Linked DNA regions of Anas platyrhynchos: region 1 is linked to region 2. A link is a contact called in public Hi-C data. All regions are on one chromosome and are shown on one strand. The core of a region is the stretch at or near the end of the contact, and the rest is flanking DNA. Distances in the headings are between cores, read along the strand shown. Region 1 overlaps SH3D19 (SH3 domain containing 19). Region 2 holds the start of FHIP1A (FHF complex subunit HOOK interacting protein 1A).

Evidence for each region. Hi-C and Micro-C count contacts between places; a contact is called where the count stands out from the background.
Region 1: a contact with region 2 is called in a Hi-C map of subcutaneous adipose tissue, with 2.0 times the contacts expected there. The contact joins the enhancer-like site here to the promoter of FHIP1A in region 2. A contact is called at or near these places in 2 of 8 Hi-C or Micro-C datasets (skeletal muscle and subcutaneous adipose tissue).

The regions. Positions count from the first base shown.
Region 1 is chr4:35,970,586-35,973,721 of IASCAAS_PekinDuck_T2T, forward strand. All of the region lies in intron 2 of SH3D19 (SH3 domain containing 19), which reads left to right. Among named protein-coding and RNA genes, the nearest start is that of SH3D19, 41 kb to the left of the region's middle. Within about 2 kb of position 1,871, at least 2 of the 8 cell types and tissues checked have an H3K27ac peak or open chromatin away from gene starts, as enhancers often do. A contact at or near this core is called in subcutaneous adipose tissue, where this site is marked.
Region 2 is chr4:35,903,132-35,906,385 of IASCAAS_PekinDuck_T2T, forward strand. It overlaps FHIP1A (FHF complex subunit HOOK interacting protein 1A), which reads right to left and starts at 1,534. Exons shown (of 14, transcript XM_013094940.5): 1 at 1,389-1,534. LOC106015444 (a long non-coding RNA gene) reads left to right here and starts at 617. Exons shown (of 4, transcript XR_005265232.2): 1 at 617-789; 2 at 1,419-1,518.

The sequences.
Region 1 (3,136 bases), core at 621-3,120, 68 kb after region 2:
GGTTGGAGGTAGTCAAAGGGGATCATGAAAGCTTTATTCAGAGCAAGTCTACATGATGCTGTAGTTAAAATGCAGCACTTCATCTGTGCTATTGCTGCCACAAATAGGATACTGGAAAACAGAGAGCACCAGATCACAGAGGGCCTTTGTCATGGAGTCAGGAATTGATTCAGACTGTCTAAGCTCCAGACCCTCGTCCAACTGATAAACTGTGTAAAAGATCATTAAGCAATTGATAGATGTATGGTTCTGAAACTACAGTAGCAAGAGATACCTTCTTTTGAGGCTTAGATAAAAAAAAAAAAAAAGTTCAAAAATTCTAGTAAAGAAGCCCTGACACATATGCAATATAATTATACTTAATAATATTAATATGTGAATAACCATGATAAAATATGAATAGTATGTGAATTCTACAGATGATAAGCTAGAAAAAAATCTCCATGCCCATATTATGGCGTTCTATATGAAACTATGGCTATATATGTGTGTGTGTGTGTGTGTATATATGCCAGTAGCCATACCTGAAGATGGATCTAAGTTAAAAATGGACCCTGAATAATTCCTAACTCTGCTTGCCATTAATCTGGAAAAAGTATGGTATTCTCTGGAGCAACATTTTTCCCAACAGTGCTAGAAAATTTTTTTCTTAATCAGAGCTTTGGTGTGCTGTTCGCATCTAATTTTCAAGAAACACAACAGGTATCTGCAGGGTTTCAACTTTCCAACCTATGGACAATGCTTAAACTTACTTTATACTGCTAGGTCTCTTCCTGTCTTGTGGCCAAAGAGGAAGAGGGCTTATTTTCCTTTTGGCCACCCTGACTGCAACTCTATATAAGAAGATGGTGTCGTTTTTCTTCCGTTGTTTAATAGCTCAGTAGAATCCAGAAAAGTGAGCCCAAGATGCTTGAAGAAAGCAAGCACATGAAAATGAGATGTTCTCAGGAGTCATTTTTCATCTGAACTCTTCAGGAGTTACCCCTGGGTTTTTAATGATGATCTCAGCTGAGAACACACCTCTAAAGCCAGCTCACAATGAAATCAGGGGAATGATTTTCATGGACACCCGAGACAGCCACATGCCAAAGAAAACAAAAAGGAGCAAGCTAAGTGTTGCAGTAGTGATACAAAGGGGAATGGGGCTTTTGCTCGCTTCTCCACTCTTCCAGAAGAGGGGGGCTGCAGAGGCAAGTCTGCTGCCATAAAATATTGGAAGAACCTGTAAACTTGTTCCATCCTCATTCTGTCCTAAGCAAATATGTGGCTGAATGAAGGATGTGTAACAGCTTGTACGCGCTTTGAGGCTGTGGCTTGTCATTTGGCAGGTTTGCAGCCGCTTTTGGCTGTGCGTTTTGTTTGTTTTCATTTTTGTTTTGTTTTGCTTGGGGGCTTCCTAGGTTCTGTTGGCTCCCATTTTTTCCTAACCAGATCAATTCCATGACCTCATTCTCTCCCCATCTGCACAAACATTTGGGCTGGCATAATGCAGGGACTGGTGCAGAGGCAGGAACATACAGCCCGAGGAAAGGTGTGGGAAGGAGTGAAGTATCTTCATAAATCGCTGCTGTCAAATTTGAGTGAAACTGCAGGCTTTCCCGAAGGATGTACTTAACACAGATTTTATTCAGCAACAATGCCAGCCTCTCTGGTGCCCAGCAGTTTGGTCAGCTGTGGGAAGGTATTTGATCTCACTGTGGGTGGGGAGAGGAATCCCCATCATGTTCCACCCCACCTCCGCCCCAGATAATTTTTGACCAGTTCCCTCACTGAAGTTGTCCAAAGAAGAACTGGAGCGAGGAAGGAGAGGCAGAGAACAGACCTCTGCTAGGGGGGCACGCTCCTTCCCCTGTGCTGCCAGTGGTCTGAGCCCAAGGGCAGGGGCAGGGAGATAAAATGGACAAAAACCGTACAGAAAGTGCTTAGTTTTACATGTATTTACCATTCTGAACTCACTCACTGTGGGGTCGTATAAGTGCTAATGTTGGTTCAAGAGAGGGAACAAAAGTCTCTCTTTTGAAGAGGAATTGGGCAGCATCTCTTTTAGCTACATTCAAGCATTAAATCAGCGTAGCTCTAAGGTCAGGCAGCCTGACATTTCTCTGAGGAGCCTGGAAACAGAACTAGAAGAAAAGGAGCAAGACCTCCCCCTTGTGCCAAGAAATATGTTCAGGAGAAAAGCCTCAAGCCTGTTATTTCAGGGATGTGTGAAAATTTCCCAGTAGTTTGAAACTCTGCTTCTACATAACTAGTGTTATCAGATCTTGGATGAAATTAGACTATCACAGAATCACAGAATTTTCTAGGTTGGAAGAGACCTCAAGATCATCGAGTCCAACCTCTAACCTAACACTATGCTGGTTTAGGCTTGAGGATTACCTCATCATTTTAGCACCACCTGAAGAGTGCATCTCTGCATGCATGCAGCACCCTCACTATTGCAAAGGCCCTAAGCGTGGCCTCTTGCATAGAAGCAGTCTGTCAGCTCTGCTGGTGTATTACTTAGCAGGTAGGGGAAGGAGTGTTTGCTCACAGTTGTGGCTCTCTCTGAGACCGTAAGGAATAACTTTTATCCCCGGGCAGCTATTCAGGGAGAAGAGTAACTTCTCAGTCTAATGGTCTGCTTACTTCATAGTATTAGTGGTAGAAATTTCTAGCCTAGTGTTGGAAAAGCATTGAGGGAAGCTGTAGTTTTAAATATTAGCACATTTGCTTGTTGGAGAAAGTAATATTATTACTTTAAAACCCATTGATAACAGTTAATATGAAGGAAAATTGAAAGGATCGTAAAATCATTAAGGTTGGAAAAGACCTCAAAGATATCAGGTCCCAGCGCGCCCCAGCCACCACTATTACCCACCAAACCATGTTTACTGACAGCTACGGGAAGGGACAATAAATAAAAATCATCAGAAAAATTTGAAGCTTCATTTCACGCAAGGTTTGGGCTATTTGAGGCTATGGTTCCAATCTGTAATGGGAAATGGAACTTGCTTTTAAAGCAGTGTGCGGTGACAAAGCTGTTCAGTATTTCATACAGATTTGCTAATGGAAATATACAGATATTATTATGCAGTGTTTCTTTTGTGGAAGCACTCAGTGCGCACAGCAGGAGGCTATCTCTGAGCAGATCCTT
Region 2 (3,254 bases), core at 284-2,783:
CCTCTTCAATCTGAAAACGAAACAAGATAAAAACATCACGCTTCGCTGCCAAGGAAATAAGGCCCTGAATTCTTCTGAGGGCTCCGAGGAGGGGTGCAAGCCCTGCGGTATGGATGAAAAATGCCACTGCGGACTCTGGAGCAGCGTCAGAGTTTCACGCTGATCACTGGAAAATATCAGGACAGCAAATGCAGAGGCAGATTCTGCAGTATTTTTCAGCTTAAAAAGTATGACAATGTATAAAAATAACACTCATTTGGAGGTATTTATCTTCTTATCTGCCTCTGGGATGATCAGAAGACCAATCACAGGCGCTGGGCAGGAGAAGGAGGAAATCAGAGCGAAATATTACCTCTGAACACCGCCAAGCCTGCCTCAGCATTTCTCAGTTTTCAGAGTTCACAGGTCCTGATGTGGCAGAGCCCCAGCAGCACAGCTCGGCCCCGCTCACAGCCCCCTGGCCGTCCCCGCACCGTCCCCACAGGGCCCCGGGACCGCCTCACGCCGCCCTGCCCGCCCAGCGCTGCCCTGAGGGCAGGCGGCAGGCACTTCATCGAGGCAAACTCAGCCCCTCGCTTTGCTGTGGCGCCCCAGAACACCCAAAGGAGCCTTTGTAAGTTTTCCTAAGTGACTGACGCGAGGAATTTCCTGAGAGAAAAAAAAAAAAAAAAAAAAAAACAGGTCGGTATTACCGGAGCGCTGACGGAGAAGTGCGAACCCCAACCGGCAACCTACGGACAGGGTCAGAGAGCCAACAAGCCAAGTGAGAAACACGCTGCTATCACACCTGTGAGGGGAAAAAAAAAAAAAAAAAACCCTCCCGGGGCAGCCAGGAGCCCTCCCCGGGCTCCCACCTCGCCGCTCGCCCCGTCCCGGCCGGCTTCCCGTCAGGGCACTTGGCAGCCAGGTCGCGCCCAGCCTCCCCTCCCCTCCCTGCGCCCAGCCCGCGGAGGGGGATTATGCCGGGCCGGCCTGATTTCCCGTGACCTACATAGCGCAACCGGCCCCCCTCAGCCCCTACCTGGCTCGGCGGCTCCCCCTCCACACGGCGGCAGGGCCGGGCCGGGCCGGTGTCAGAGCGGGGCCGTGCGGCTGAGTCAGGGCGGCGGGGCGGGGAGGAGCCGCCACCTGCCCGGCTCCGCCAGGCCCGGCCGCGCTGCCCCCTGCCGGCCGCCCGCTCCTGCCTCCGCCCGGGGGAGGGCGCCTGTAGGCGGCCCGGGGATCTGGGGATGGCTCGGGGCATTGGGGAAGGGTCCTTCAGCCTCGGGACGGCAGTAAAATACTAATAACAACGCACAGCACATGGCTCTGGGGCTCTACGGCTGTGCCCCCGGAGGGAAGGTGGCCCCGGTTATGCGCGTCACTAGATGGCAGTGTTATACACGCACCTCTGGTGTTTTTTTCTTCTTTTCCCTTAGCTGGTGCTGCAGCACACGACTGCCTGCCTGCCTGCACAAGTGCTGGTGCTCCTCGGGGTGCGTTTCTGCCAGCAGCTGCCTCCCAAGGGCTCTTTCCTCGGTGAGTCACCTCAGGCCTGCAGGGCCTGTGCCCCTGTGAGGAGTTGGAGGGGGAACTGAAGCCTGAAGTCACAAAAACTGAAAAAGCCCTCACAGATCATCAGGTTCAACCATCCCCTACCAATGTCACCCACTAACCATGTCCCCAAGCACCAAGTCCAACCTTTCCTTAAACACCCCCAGGGACAGTGACTCTACCACCTCCCTGGGCAACCCATGCCAATGCCTGACTACTCCTGCTTAAATTTCTCCTAATTTCTAACCTAAACTTCCCCTGGCACAACTTGAGGCCATTGCCTCTCGTCCTATTGCTAGTTATCTGTGAGAAGAGGCTGACCCACAGATCAAAGAAGGCACCCAGCTTCGTGCCATTGACTTCTCCTTCATGAAACAGCAGCAAACCAGAAATACCAACAGCCTTGTTAAATCCAGCCCAGGACAATTAAGAATTAGAAATTAACGGTAGTTTCCCAATGATGTTAGCTATAGCTTGTATTTCTCTATCCTTTAACTGTGGTAGACTGCTGTTGGTGAATAGTTAAGCATGGTTTGCTGTCTTCCTTTTTTTTTTTTTTTTTAAGGCTTCAAATGAATTAATTAGACTGTCAGTGTACTGATTGTGATTTTGCTAATGACTCCAAATAGGAAAAGACATTGGCCTATTAGAGTAACTGCTCATTTACATAAAGATATAATATAATTTACCAAGTGTAATGGTATTCTCTGTGAGCTCAGGAAGTGTTCTCTCCAAATGCACTATGTAATTAAAGAATAATTTACTAAGGTTGCTAACTACGTAGGTCCTCACAAACTAACTCACACCTAGGTATGCTGGAGTTAAGATTTCCCAACCCAGGACAAAGCCAACATCCAAAAATCCAGTCAGAAATTAAACTAACTTGAGTCAGGTTCCTCCACTTAGAATAACTGGAAGAATTTAAATATCTTGACATGTTGAAACTAAATCTAAGTTTTTGGAGCGAGGTGGGGGAGGAAGCAGCCATTCCAGAGATTATAGTTCTTCCCTCTTCTCCTGTTGTTTATTATTTTCAGAACTGCAAGATGAATTGTTAGTTCAACATTATTCTTTAATTGTACATGCTGTGGTAGAAGTGCTCAGCAGAGGTACCAAAACATCCTCATAGTCTGAATCCAGAATGAATGTTGCCCACCTCTCTGGTAGTTTACTTCTCTGTTGGAGACATGTATTTCTATGTTAGATACAATATTCTTTACCATTTGTTCAGGAAACAGCTTCTGCGTGCTGCCATAGCGCTTGGATTCACAGGTAGGTGGCATTCAGCATCTGCCTACAACAGCAGAGCATAAGCCAGCTTGGGAATTTGGTAAAAGTGTCTAGAGGACTCTAGCAGAAATTGAGAGGATACTTCTGTTTAAATTGCTCAGTCTCAGCAGCGTGGGAGTTGCCAGCCAGCGCACAGATGCCTTCATCATAAGTAGATCATTAAGGAGTAAGCCTCTGCAACAGGATCTGTTACAGATGCTGATAAAATCCATTTCATTTCTTTCTATTGCTGCTGTAAGCATTTCAAAAACACTCCATAATTATTTTTCATGGGGTAGTTAGGTGGAAGCCAAGATAGCTGTCCCTTTATATCCCTATCTCTTAATCATTAGATAGGCTGTTCTATCACACAGTTAGATGGAAGAGATGGAAATGTAAAGATGGCTTATCACAAACTCCTGCTAATCCTCCTAGTGGCCCTTTTTGTTTCG